Linked DNA regions of Mus musculus: regions 1 and 3 are each linked to region 2. A link is a contact called in public Hi-C data. All regions are on one chromosome and are shown on one strand. Each heading gives the region's core, a stretch centred on a gene start, on an enhancer-like site or on the middle of the called end of the contact. The rest is flanking DNA. Distances are from core to core; before and after follow the strand shown.

Region 1 (3,734 bases), core at 1,084-3,583, 510 kb after region 2:
ATGGGTGGGATTAATATTATTTGGAGATACACTTTGCTGTGGATTAGTGTTGCTTCTTTGATTGGTCTGTAAGCTTAAGGCCTAAACTAGGAGAGACAAGGTGGTTATTGCCCAGGCGCTTGCAGGACTAGAACATGGAGCTCCCCCTGATATATGGTTATCTATGCTTAGGCAATAGGTCGCTGGCCACTCAGCTCTTATATCCCATGAGGCTAGACTCATTGCACGGGATAGAGTGAGTGTGCTTCAGCAGCCCGAGAGAGTTGCAAGGCTAAGCACTGCAATGGAAAGGCTCTGCGGCATATATGAGCCTATTCTAGGGAGACATGTCATCTTTCAAGAAGGTTCAGTGTCCTAGTTCCCTTCCCCCAGGCAAAACGACACGGGAGCAGGTCAGGGTTGCTCTGGGTAAAAGCCTGTGAGCCTAAGAGCTAATCCTGTACATGGCTCCTTTACCTACACACTGGGGATTTGACCTCTATCTCCACTCTCATTAATATGGGTGGCCTATTTGCTCTTATTAAAAGGATAGGGGGAGATGTTGGGAGCCGCGCCCACATTCGCCGTTACAAGATGGCGCTGACATGCTGTGTTCTAAGTGGTAAACAAATAATCTGCGCATGTGCCAAGGGTATCTTATGACTACTTGTGCTCTGCCTTCCCCGTGACGTCAACTCGGCCGATGGGCTGCAGCCAATCAGGGAGTGACACGTCCGAGGTGAAGGAGAATGCTCCTTAAGAGGGACGGGTTTTCGTTTTCTCTCTCTCTTGCTTCTCTCTCTCTTGCTTCTCTCTCTCTTGCTTCTTGCTCTCTTGCTTCCTGCACCCTGGCTCCTGAAGATGTAAGAAATAAAGCTTTGCCGCAGAAGATTCTGGTCTGTGGTGTTCTTCCTGGCCGGTCGTGAGAACGCGTCTAATAACAATTGTGTTTTTGTGTATCCAAGAATAAGAACATAGACAACTTTAATACATTCAAAAGAAAATGATTTGCCCGAAAATACACAAAGACTTTTTCTAGCTTCTCTTTGCACTTAGCGACAGTTTCATGTTAGTGGAGTTCAGGGAATGTACTTATTAGTTACTAGAGAAGATTGTGTTTCCAAGCTTGACTGTGGCTTCTACAGTTGTTTTGGGTTATAATCTTGAGTGAACAAACAAAAGAACCATACATTCTAAAAACACTGCAACCAAACATTTAATTATAGTCCTCCTGTGCTCAGCAAGGGAGGGAATAGTTACAGTGATAATTTTACAATGTAATGACAAAAATCAGTCTTTTCTAGTACTGTTCTGCACCCTGGGTGACATCCAAAGTGACCTTTTGGCAATGATGTTTCTTCTCTTTTTTCTCTCTCTCTCTCCTTTTTTTTTTCTTCTTTTTTTAACTGATTCACGTTACATCCAGCTCACAGCCCCTGTCCTGGTCACTCCCACCCATAATCCTTCACCTCTTCACCTCTCCTTCTCCTCTGAGCCAGTAGGACCCCTCTGGGTTTCCCTTCACTCAGGCACTTCAAGCCTCTGCGAGGCTAGGCACACACTCCCTCTCCCATTAAGGCCTGAGGAGACCACCTAGCTAGTAGAACCTCTCCCACGTATAGGCAACAGCTTTGGGACAGATCCCGCTCCAGTTATTCGGATCCCACATTAAGATCAACCTGCGCATCTGCTACATATGTCTAGCCCCTGTACGTTCTTTGGTTGGTGGTTCAGAGTCTGAGAGCTCCACGGGATAGTATGCCCAGATCATACTGTTCTAAAGAGAACTAAGCAAATGATCTAAACGCGCAGTATCGTGGTTGTTCTACTCTATCTTTTTTTTTTTATTTGAATCATGAATTTAGTTGGGACCTTTCACCCACATAATATGCCGTGTTCATAGTTGATTCCATTGTCTTCCCCTGTTTCCCCTACCCCCACTTGCTATTCTTCCCTTGAAGTAGCTCTCCTCTTTCCTTTTTATTTACTTTTGTATATATTTTAGGCATCTCAGCTTTTACAATAGTAGATTTTTATATTTCTTTTTTAATCCATCCTAATATACCTAGCTTTTTAAACAAAAAATATTTCTAAGGATTCTGATTTTTAATTTTATCTTCCATTCCCCTTTTCACTTCACAATGTCAGTGTGACTCATCCAATAGATTGATGACTCCCTTCCTCCCTCCCTCCCTCCCTCCCCTCCTCCCTCCTTCCCTCCTTTCTTTCCTTTGTCCCCTCTACCATCTCTTTTTCTCTTCTGTATGCTCTCCCTCTTTTCCTTCTTCTCTCTTCCTCCTCTCCCCCTCCCTGGCTCTCTCATCTTTCTATGGCAAAAATAGTCTCTAAATCTACATGTGGGTTTGAAAATTAAAACGTTTTAAAGTTTAACCCCATAAAAATTCCTCAACTGATCTGTGCATTCAGTTTTGTAGTTGCTACAAGGCATCCAACAGTGCCCTCTAATGCCAGTTTTTAAAACAATTGTTCCATACTTTTGCTTTAATCACAATGTTAAATCCTGTCATTTAGGAATCCATATCAAAGAATAAAATGCTATAAAATATTTACAATTTTAAAGACAAATTTTATAAAACATTTTCTTTAGATTTTAAAATTTAGTTAAATAATGTAATGTGATTACATTATTTTAACTCATCTTGATAATATTGTTTAATTACACTACTTCTGCTGATTGACACAATGTCCAACAAATTCTGTAAAGACACTTAGTAACAAATAATTAATCAAAACAGTATTTATTTTTAATGGCAAATAATAGTAACTTCTATATTAAATGCACAATTTATCACTGTAACTAGATGGATTTTTGGCACTTTCTAATTAAAAATTTTATAAACTTTGGCTAACCATATATATTTTAAGTATATAGCTATTAACTTTTTGGCTACATATTTGTCAGTATTTGTATCACATATTAAATCTGTTTTTATGAATAAATAATTTTTCCATTTTAAGTAGTAGTTCTATCAAAAATGTGAGGAGTATTCCAAAATTTTGTTTTTAAAAAAATCAAGTGGATAGCAACTACTATATGTACAAGCTTCTGGGTAAAGTAGAGTTGCCTTAGTATACCCCAGAAAATGAGAAGTCAGGGTAACACAGACTATTCCAGAGATAAGTAGAAGTGTACAGGAAGTCACAGAGAAAGCGATAGGGAAGCTTGAATGTATGTATGGGCACCTTGTGTGTACCTGGTGACTTTAGGATCAAAGGCATCAAATGCCCTGAAACTATCTAAGTAGGGCTGTTTGTAAGTCACTATATGGGTGCTGGAAAGCAAAGCCAGGTGTTCCACAAGAGCAACTAATATTCTTAACTGCTGAACCAACTCTCCAGCCCCATAAAAGTCTATTTTAAAAGCAAAATAATGGCAGCAAAGAAGAAAGAGATATTTCCACAAACCAAAACTATTTGCAAAGAGGTACCTGCTAGGGAAATATTCACAAATATGCGACTTCCCACAGCACAATTAAATACTACAAGCAAGAACATAGCAACAACAAGCACAACAACAACCTTGACATTCAATAACACACAAACAGTTGAATATCTTAATCTATTTTCAATTTATATGTTTTGTAGCCATTAAAGCTTCTAATAAACAATAATCATTATGTAACCTTAAATAAATAAATGTATCTGTTAAAAAATAGAAGTTGAATTATTTGTCTGTCTTTGTCCATGTCTATGCATCCATGTTTGTAATACATACAGAGACCAGAAGAGGAGAT
Region 2 (3,817 bases), core at 1,169-3,668:
AATCTCTGAACCTGTAAGCCGGCCCAATTAAATGTTGTCGTTTTAAGAGTTGCCTTGGTCATAGTGTCTGTTCAGTAAAACCCTAAGTAATTCAGACATAAATTGCTGAAAGAAGAATGGTAAGAAGTCTAGGAGGCTTCAGAGATCATGGCCAGAGGCGAAAGCATTTTGTCCAGTTCTAAATGGTGTCAGTACACATCAGTAGAATAAATGTGCTTAAATAACAGACTGAATGAAGTACCTATAGTGGGCTCAATATAAAAAAAGGACCACCCCCTAAAAATGGGGAAGCAGAATCTTGTTTGCCAAGCTTGGATAATGTCACTAAAGGAAGACAGGTGTGCATGAGTTAGAAGTGAGACTCAAGGAAGAGAATAGATTTGTGGGCCAAGGACAGCATTAGAGTTTTAGGTTTCTTTCCATTCCCACCATTCCCTTTAATCATATTAACACATGTCTCATATGACACATGGTGACAGTGAAGTTATAAGAGACTGAGTCTGTGTTAGCTCAGGTACTATTACCAACCTGAGCAGCATAATCAGGATTTGGAGCCATTGTTGCTGGATTTCAAAATTCTTAACATTTTAGGAAAATGGTTAAATAAATTATGCATATTTTCTACTTAGAGAATTAGTAAAAATTCCCTATGACCTTAGGATAGGGTATATTATCAGCATTAAATATGAACATTTTGAATTATAAAAATGTATTACAATATGATGTAAATTATGCAAATTATTATCATTATGGACACCTTTTCAGTGTGATTACCATTGTGGAAAAGTAAGATTTTTCCTAACTTTCAGGTTGGTTTCAGATTGCAATGACAAGTTCAAGCTGCATTGATTGGTAAATAGAAATACTGAGGTTAGTAACATATGTTGTCAAAAAATGATGACATTTTTATTTTCACCAGAAATTTTGTGCGAAATCTGTGGTATTAATGTGCTACGTAATAGCCTGTTAGTGTTTTCATGTTTAAAGTACCTGATATCAATGTCTTCTGAGCATTCATTTGGTGGTGAACTTTGAAATAAAAATAAAATCTGAAAATAGGATCGAACACATAAAACAGAACAATGCTACTATAGCAATGGCCTCAGTATAACAGTACAGTCTGCCAAACTTATGAGACACTCTGAAATACAGAGACAACTTTGGGGAAATTGGCATTATTTGAATGAGTAAAGCTTCTGTTTACAAAAATCTTCCTATGCCGAGGCAAAGATAATGAAAATTATATAGGGCCAAAGCTCATGAATTATAGCATCATAGAACTGTGGTCGTCAAAGTTCCAGGTGCTCCCACACTCTTAAATACTGAGGCAGGTTGTAAACTTGGTCATGAGGATTATGGAGACGACACGGTGGATAGAGGTTTCGCCATGCAGGAAGACTGAGCTTCGGAACTCTAGAACCCACTTAACAGCTATGTAGTTGTGGTGGCTACCTATAATTTCACTGAAGAAGCAAAGACAGAAGATGTCTGGTTACCTAGGCAACCGGGTTCCGGATGAGATTGTGCCTGAGTATAAAGTGGAGCACGATCCAAGAAGATGCCTAGTATTAACGTCAGCCTCCACAGGTATGTGCACACGTGAGCAAATATGAGTACACACACACACACACACACATGCACATACACACATGCACACACACACATGCATATACAGAACACATGAAAAACTACATGAATGAAAAGGTCTTGTGTTAACTGTTTTTACATGACCATAGTTTTTCCAGTCCCTGTTGTCTTATAATAAAATCCCCAGACAGGAGGAAGGATGTTATAAATATTGTGGATACTTCTAACTAAGCAGTGAAAAGAAGGCAGCACTGTTAGAGGTAGAATGCTGAATACTGGCCACGCCTCCGAGACTTCATCTGCATACAGAACCCCCATCATCAGTGTTCTGAACAATCATGGATGCGCTAAGAAATTCCCACGACCTAGCCCTGTTTTCCAGAGCCCTTTGCAGTATCCTAACTTTAGCATTGGAAGCAGCTTTTCTTCTGTCTCTTCTTGCTATTGGAGGGATAGACAGGCGTGTTGGTATAGATGTCATCCCTTGCATTCTGGGGAAATAGAACAGCTAATTAATAATCCAAATTAGCATAATCCCCGGTTTCTGCTCCTAACAGTCAGCAGGGATAGGTTTTGAATTTAGAGAAGAATTCAAAGAATTTTGACACTGTACAGCAGTGACCCTACAGTCATTAATCAAGATGCTCAGGTTTTACTGACATGGGTACATGACAAAGTTATACATGGCTTACCACTGGCTGCCTAGCAATTGCAATTTTATCTGAAACTGAAAAAAATGCCTTTAATTAACCATGTTGTAGCACTGTCTGCATCTTAGCACTTGGAGTGTGTGCTGACAAGGAACTGGGCAGCTTACCAGTATAGAAAAAGTCCATAATGTAACAGATAAAAGGGTTAGGAAATAACATAATAAACTTCTGAGCCAACAAGCAGGAGGACTGAGTTATGTGAGAACTCACATGTGTAATGCAGTGCATTTGAAATCTAGTACTGGGGAGGCAGAGACACATAGATCCCTGGTACTTGGTATTCAACTCATCTAACCTACTCAGAAAGTTCCAGGCCACTGAGACCATGTTTCAAAAAAGATAATCTCAAGAATACAGAATACACCCAAATCAATCTTTGAGCCTTCATATGTGTGTACCCATCCTATGTGAACATACACATACATGCTCATAGGTACACACAGACACAAAAAGTGACAAAAAAAGACCATTGCTGTGCACTTTATATCTACTGTGAACAGACACCATGACTACCTGTGTGCTGCCATGCTTTCTGCCGTGGTGATAATGGAATGACTCTCTGACACTGTTAAGCCAGCCACAATTAAATGTTTGCCTTTGTAAGAGCTGCCTGGGTCATGGTGTCTGTTCACAGTAATGAAATCCTAACTAAGACACCACCATATCAGACTTTCTATGTGTGTTACTGGGGCCTAAATCTAGAGCTTTCAGTATATGTTGAATGAGCTTCCTCCTCAGTCCTTGGTGTTTGAGGAAACAGGGTCTTATTCTGTAGCCCAGACAAGCACCCAACTTGTCATCTTCCTGTCTTCCTCCTGAGTGTAGGATTATAGCTATGTACCTCTATGCTTGCAACAACTTCTACATCTGATTATATATATAATTTTAAAATATGTTATATATATTTATATTATATATTTAAAATTTAAAATATATAGAAAATTCAGATGTGTGTATGTGTGTTTATGTGTATGAATCTATGTGAATTTATGCTTTATGTATGCAGTTTGCAGAGGCCAGAAGAGGACATTGGATGCCTGAATTTGTGTTTGTAAGCCACTAACATAGTTGCTAGAAAGTGAACATGGAACCTCTCGAAGGGCAAGAAGTCCTCTTAGCAATTTAACCATATCTCCAGACCCTATTTCCTCCTTTTAACTGTCTTAAGCCTATAGTCACCATTGTGAGGTGCGCAAATTCCATAAATCATTCCTCGTGATGATATTTGGCATTTCATTTTACAAAGAATCAACTGAAAATGCCTGTTTCCCATTAGAACAAGTTCAGAAATAAACACAATGGAAGTTAATTTTATTGGGAGTTTGCTTGATATTTTTCATAAATAAATATCTCTGGGAGCTTGTTCTATTATACAGGTGCTGAAGTCACAGAGAAGCTAAAATATTTACACCCGAAATAATGTAATCAATTTCAAACATTATATATCCAAAATTCCATTATTCCAGACATTATTACGTAGAATGGTTGATTGCAATGTCAAATGCTGCATTTTTTACAAA
Region 3 (3,771 bases), core at 921-3,420, 470 kb after region 2:
GAGGAACCGCCAGACTGATCTCCAGAGTGGTTGTACAAGCCTGCAATCCCACCAACAATGGAGGAGTGTTCCTCTTTCTCCACATCCACGCCAGCATCTGCTGTCACCTGAATTTTTGATCTTAGCCATTCTGACTGGTGTGAGGTGGAATCTCAGGGTTGTTTTGATTTGCATTTCCCTGATGATTAAGGATGTTGAGCATTTTTTCAGGTGCTTCTCTGCCATTCGGTATTCCTCAGGTGAGAATTCTTTGTTCAGTTCTGAGCCCCATTTTTTAATGGGGTTATTTGATTTTCTGAAGTCCACCTTCTTGAGTTCTTTATATATGTTGGATAATCACTTTTTATTAAATGGACAGAACTAAAAGAATTAAAACACTAAAGGGTTTACTTGACTGGCTAGCAGGCTATGTTTCAAGTCGTCCAACAATGTCTGTCTCACAAAAAGAACCTAAGAAAATAGCAGTTCAGGAATTCTACCGTACTGTCTAGCTAAATTTCACATGAGTGGGAATAGGCACACATTATAAGTGGTACACAGGCTACAAAGAAGTAGGCATTAGGCAAACAGGCAGAAATATACACACAGTCTGATAAACACTATATTTAAACAGAATCTCACAAAAGAATCATCCTGCCAAATATAAGTTGCATTGCTGCTTATTTGAGTTTCTCTGAAAATGTAAGATCAGCCATTATTAGCTGACTTATGGTGCCCCAGATAACTTATACTGGATACCATACCAGCACCATGTTTTATCAGCACAAACTAGCTCATACAAACTTCTGTTATCTTCCAAAAACTTATCTTAGGTTTGTGTAACTCCATTCCCCAGGCAGATCAAAGACTACACGAAGCAGGCTGAGTACTAACATCCCATGCCTGTGATACTGCAATGTTCTTCTGACTCCAGAATAATATGATCAGCTTGCTTAAGCTCCTGCCACTGTGACTGCTCTGCTGCAACCGACAGTAACACGGAACTGGGGAGCTAAACAAATCCTTTCTCCCTTAAGTTGTGTTTGTCAGGCTACTTTATCACAGCCTTAGAAAACAAATTAAGACCATGTGTAATAACTCCACATTGAAATTAAAAGATGACTTTACAAAACTGTTCATTTTCCTTAAAGCATTACACATGAAGCCACGGTGGGATCAAAGCACCCGCATTGGTGTGTACTTGCTGAAACGCAGTGAAAGCGTATGCTTGCATCAAACAACTCAAGTGATTTGTAGCTTTATTTGTTCAATTTAAAAATGAAAAATAACACAAATGCTTACTTTTGGTTAATGGATAGACTATAGTAGACCCAGGCAATCGATTTTTCTAAAGAATTACAGGTGATAAATGCCATTAGTACAATAAACCTTTAAATAATAATGCTGAGCAAGTCAGGCTAAACAATATGTATAGTGTAACTTTTCAACAAACGGTACAAAAAGCACCAGTCATTGGTTGGGTATCAGAGGTAATGGGAACAGGTAATATGGAGGATATGAGGATAGTATCTATGTGCATAGATTGTGTTCCTTTTTGTGATTAATGATTCTCAAGAGTATACATGTGTCGAAAACGAGCAAAACGTTCTTTTTAAATATTTAGTTTGTTGTATGTCAATTATATTTAGATAAACTGTGAAAACATAAAATGAATCAAATTAAATAACTAACATGTATCCCAATCTGGGACATAAGGAATCGACAGAAACAGATTGTGCATTTATACAAGCCCTAAGGAGATAAGATATTGAAACCAGTAAGCTATTTTCTGCTCAGAGTGAAACCCAATTCAACTGTACATTTGCATTTCATTTATGGATTCTGGGAATGATGCACGATTTTAGAAAGATTTTACTTGAAAACAGGGTTGCTTTCAAATTGTTTTAAAATCATAAGCTCAGTTAGCTAACAATGGCAAGTAAGTTGAAAAGCTGTGCCCTTGAATATAATGAGGAAGTGTCAGTCTTCCATTGTTAGGACCATTTTCCTTGAGGCATGAGATCTCACCAGCAAAACACTTGAGCAGTTGGTGGATGCAAACGGATTGTAACTGCTGATCAGTCTCATGCCTGCAACATAACAGAGAAGCCACAGTTAGCTATTGTGCTGCAGATAGGAAGGACTATGGGTTTAATTTGAAACAACCTCCAACCATTGTGAACAAGCTCTAGCAACACCATCTGCTTCACAAAGGAGCAAGGCTGATGACTCAGTTCTGCATGGAGTTGGTTCCCTCCCACAACAACAGAAGGTAAGAGGCAGTCAGAAGCATTTGGGGGGAACTCATGCCTGCTTTTAAGGAGGATGATTTTTCTGTAGACAATACTGGCTGTGAACTCATGCTGATTAGCAGAGGAACCACTAAAGAACAGATACAGTTGGAGAGAGAAGGGAAACAAAGAATGAAATTTCCCTCTAACTCCATGCTCACTCCCCTGGTTTTCTGTACTTACCACTTCCAAAGGAATGCCTCTCCCAAGATCCAGTCTGGTTGCTTAGCTAGTGGAAGGCAGTCCTAAATATGACCTTACAATATTTAGCTAGGCACCATACTCATGATATCATTCAAATAAAAGTCATTATATAGTACTTTTCTTAATCATTTTTTTCTGTAACATGTAGAAGGTATTTAAATGCAAAGCAAGTAAATGAAAACAGTCTAATTCTCAAATATAATTAACAGTGAATAACTTAATAGTTACTAAAATGACAGCCAGATTATAAAATGTGGTTGAGAAAGACATTAGAGGTCCAAAACACTTAAAAAATAAAGTGGATCAAGTTCCTTACTTTCATGAAGATCTAGTTTCCCATATTTTAATGTCTGAACAGAAGTAAGGATACCTAGGAGTCCCTGAAGGACAACACCACCAATTACCATACTATTGAGAAATGCATACTTCTGTATGGTGTTCATATATGTTTCTTCCTATTCTAAAATTGGAATTGAACTAGAAACTAGAGTGTTTAAGTAGCCACAAGGCAGAAGGCTTGGCAATCCAGTACAATGGTGGAACAGAAGGGGAGTTTTCAGATCTGGCAATCGGCCACTTATTCTTTCCAAGGAAAGGTTTCAACGTACTTATAATAGTCACTGGCCATGAGATAATATTAACTACAAAACAGTCTGGATTTCTCACAGATGGAGAAAAGAAATTCTTTATTTTGATCCATGCAGATATTAGCCTATTCTGTTGATGAAAACTAAAATCCTTTCCTTGAGACTTAGTAAGAAAAAAATCAGTTCTTCACCAAATAAAGTTGAATAGTTTATTAACTTTGAAAAGAACTCTAGATATAATTCTTTCTTTCTCATATACATAGATAGATATGCATTTTATAATAAACTCATATTATGCATTGTATCACAACTAATTTGCCCAGTAAGTTATGTATGAATAATACATTATGTATGACATACAATCTGTACAATACAGACTTGAAAACATTGATAAAAATGATCCTTAAATATACTTTATTTTTCTATAATTGTACATAATTCTAATAAAATAATTTTAAAATTAAGCACAGTAAGAGACTACAAATAATAACTAGTAATCAAGTAGAAACATTATTTAAATGTTTATCACAAAACAAAGTTAGGATCTCTCTTCCTCTGAAATCTCATAATAATACTTCAACTACTGTTTACACACTGTGGTGGATGAGGGTAAATAGAAGTGCAGAGAAAAAGCATTACTGTATATCTCAAGAACCTGGAATTGAATCTTAACATACATACAATCTAGAACTATTTCTGCCAGATATTTA

Evidence for each region. A called contact is a pair of places that touch in the nucleus more often than the background predicts.
Region 1: a Hi-C map of forebrain shows a contact between it and region 2, with 6 times the contacts expected there. The contact joins two enhancer-like sites. A contact is called at or near these places in 3 of 484 Hi-C or Micro-C datasets (cerebral cortex, cortical neurons and forebrain).
Region 3: a Hi-C map of forebrain shows a contact between it and region 2, with 5 times the contacts expected there. The contact joins two enhancer-like sites. A contact is called at or near these places in 1 of 484 Hi-C or Micro-C datasets (forebrain) and 1 of 115 datasets of contacts at active chromatin or transcription factors (neural progenitor cells).

The regions. Positions count from the first base shown.
Region 1 is chr2:8,534,683-8,538,416 of GRCm38.p6, forward strand. No RefSeq gene overlaps it. Among named protein-coding and RNA genes, the nearest start is that of Gm30904, 190 kb to the left of the region's middle. Within about 2 kb of position 2,334, at least 14 of the 459 cell types and tissues checked have an H3K27ac peak or open chromatin away from gene starts, as enhancers often do. A contact at or near this core is called in cortical neurons and forebrain, where this site is marked.
Region 2 is chr2:8,025,368-8,029,184 of GRCm38.p6, forward strand. No RefSeq gene overlaps it. Among named protein-coding and RNA genes, the nearest start is that of Gm30904, 320 kb to the right of the region's middle. Within about 2 kb of position 2,419, at least 6 of the 459 cell types and tissues checked have an H3K27ac peak or open chromatin away from gene starts, as enhancers often do. A contact at or near this core is called in cortical neurons and forebrain, where this site is marked.
Region 3 is chr2:8,496,566-8,500,336 of GRCm38.p6, forward strand. No RefSeq gene overlaps it. Among named protein-coding and RNA genes, the nearest start is that of Gm30904, 150 kb to the left of the region's middle. Within about 2 kb of position 2,171, at least 20 of the 459 cell types and tissues checked have an H3K27ac peak or open chromatin away from gene starts, as enhancers often do. A contact at or near this core is called in forebrain, where this site is marked.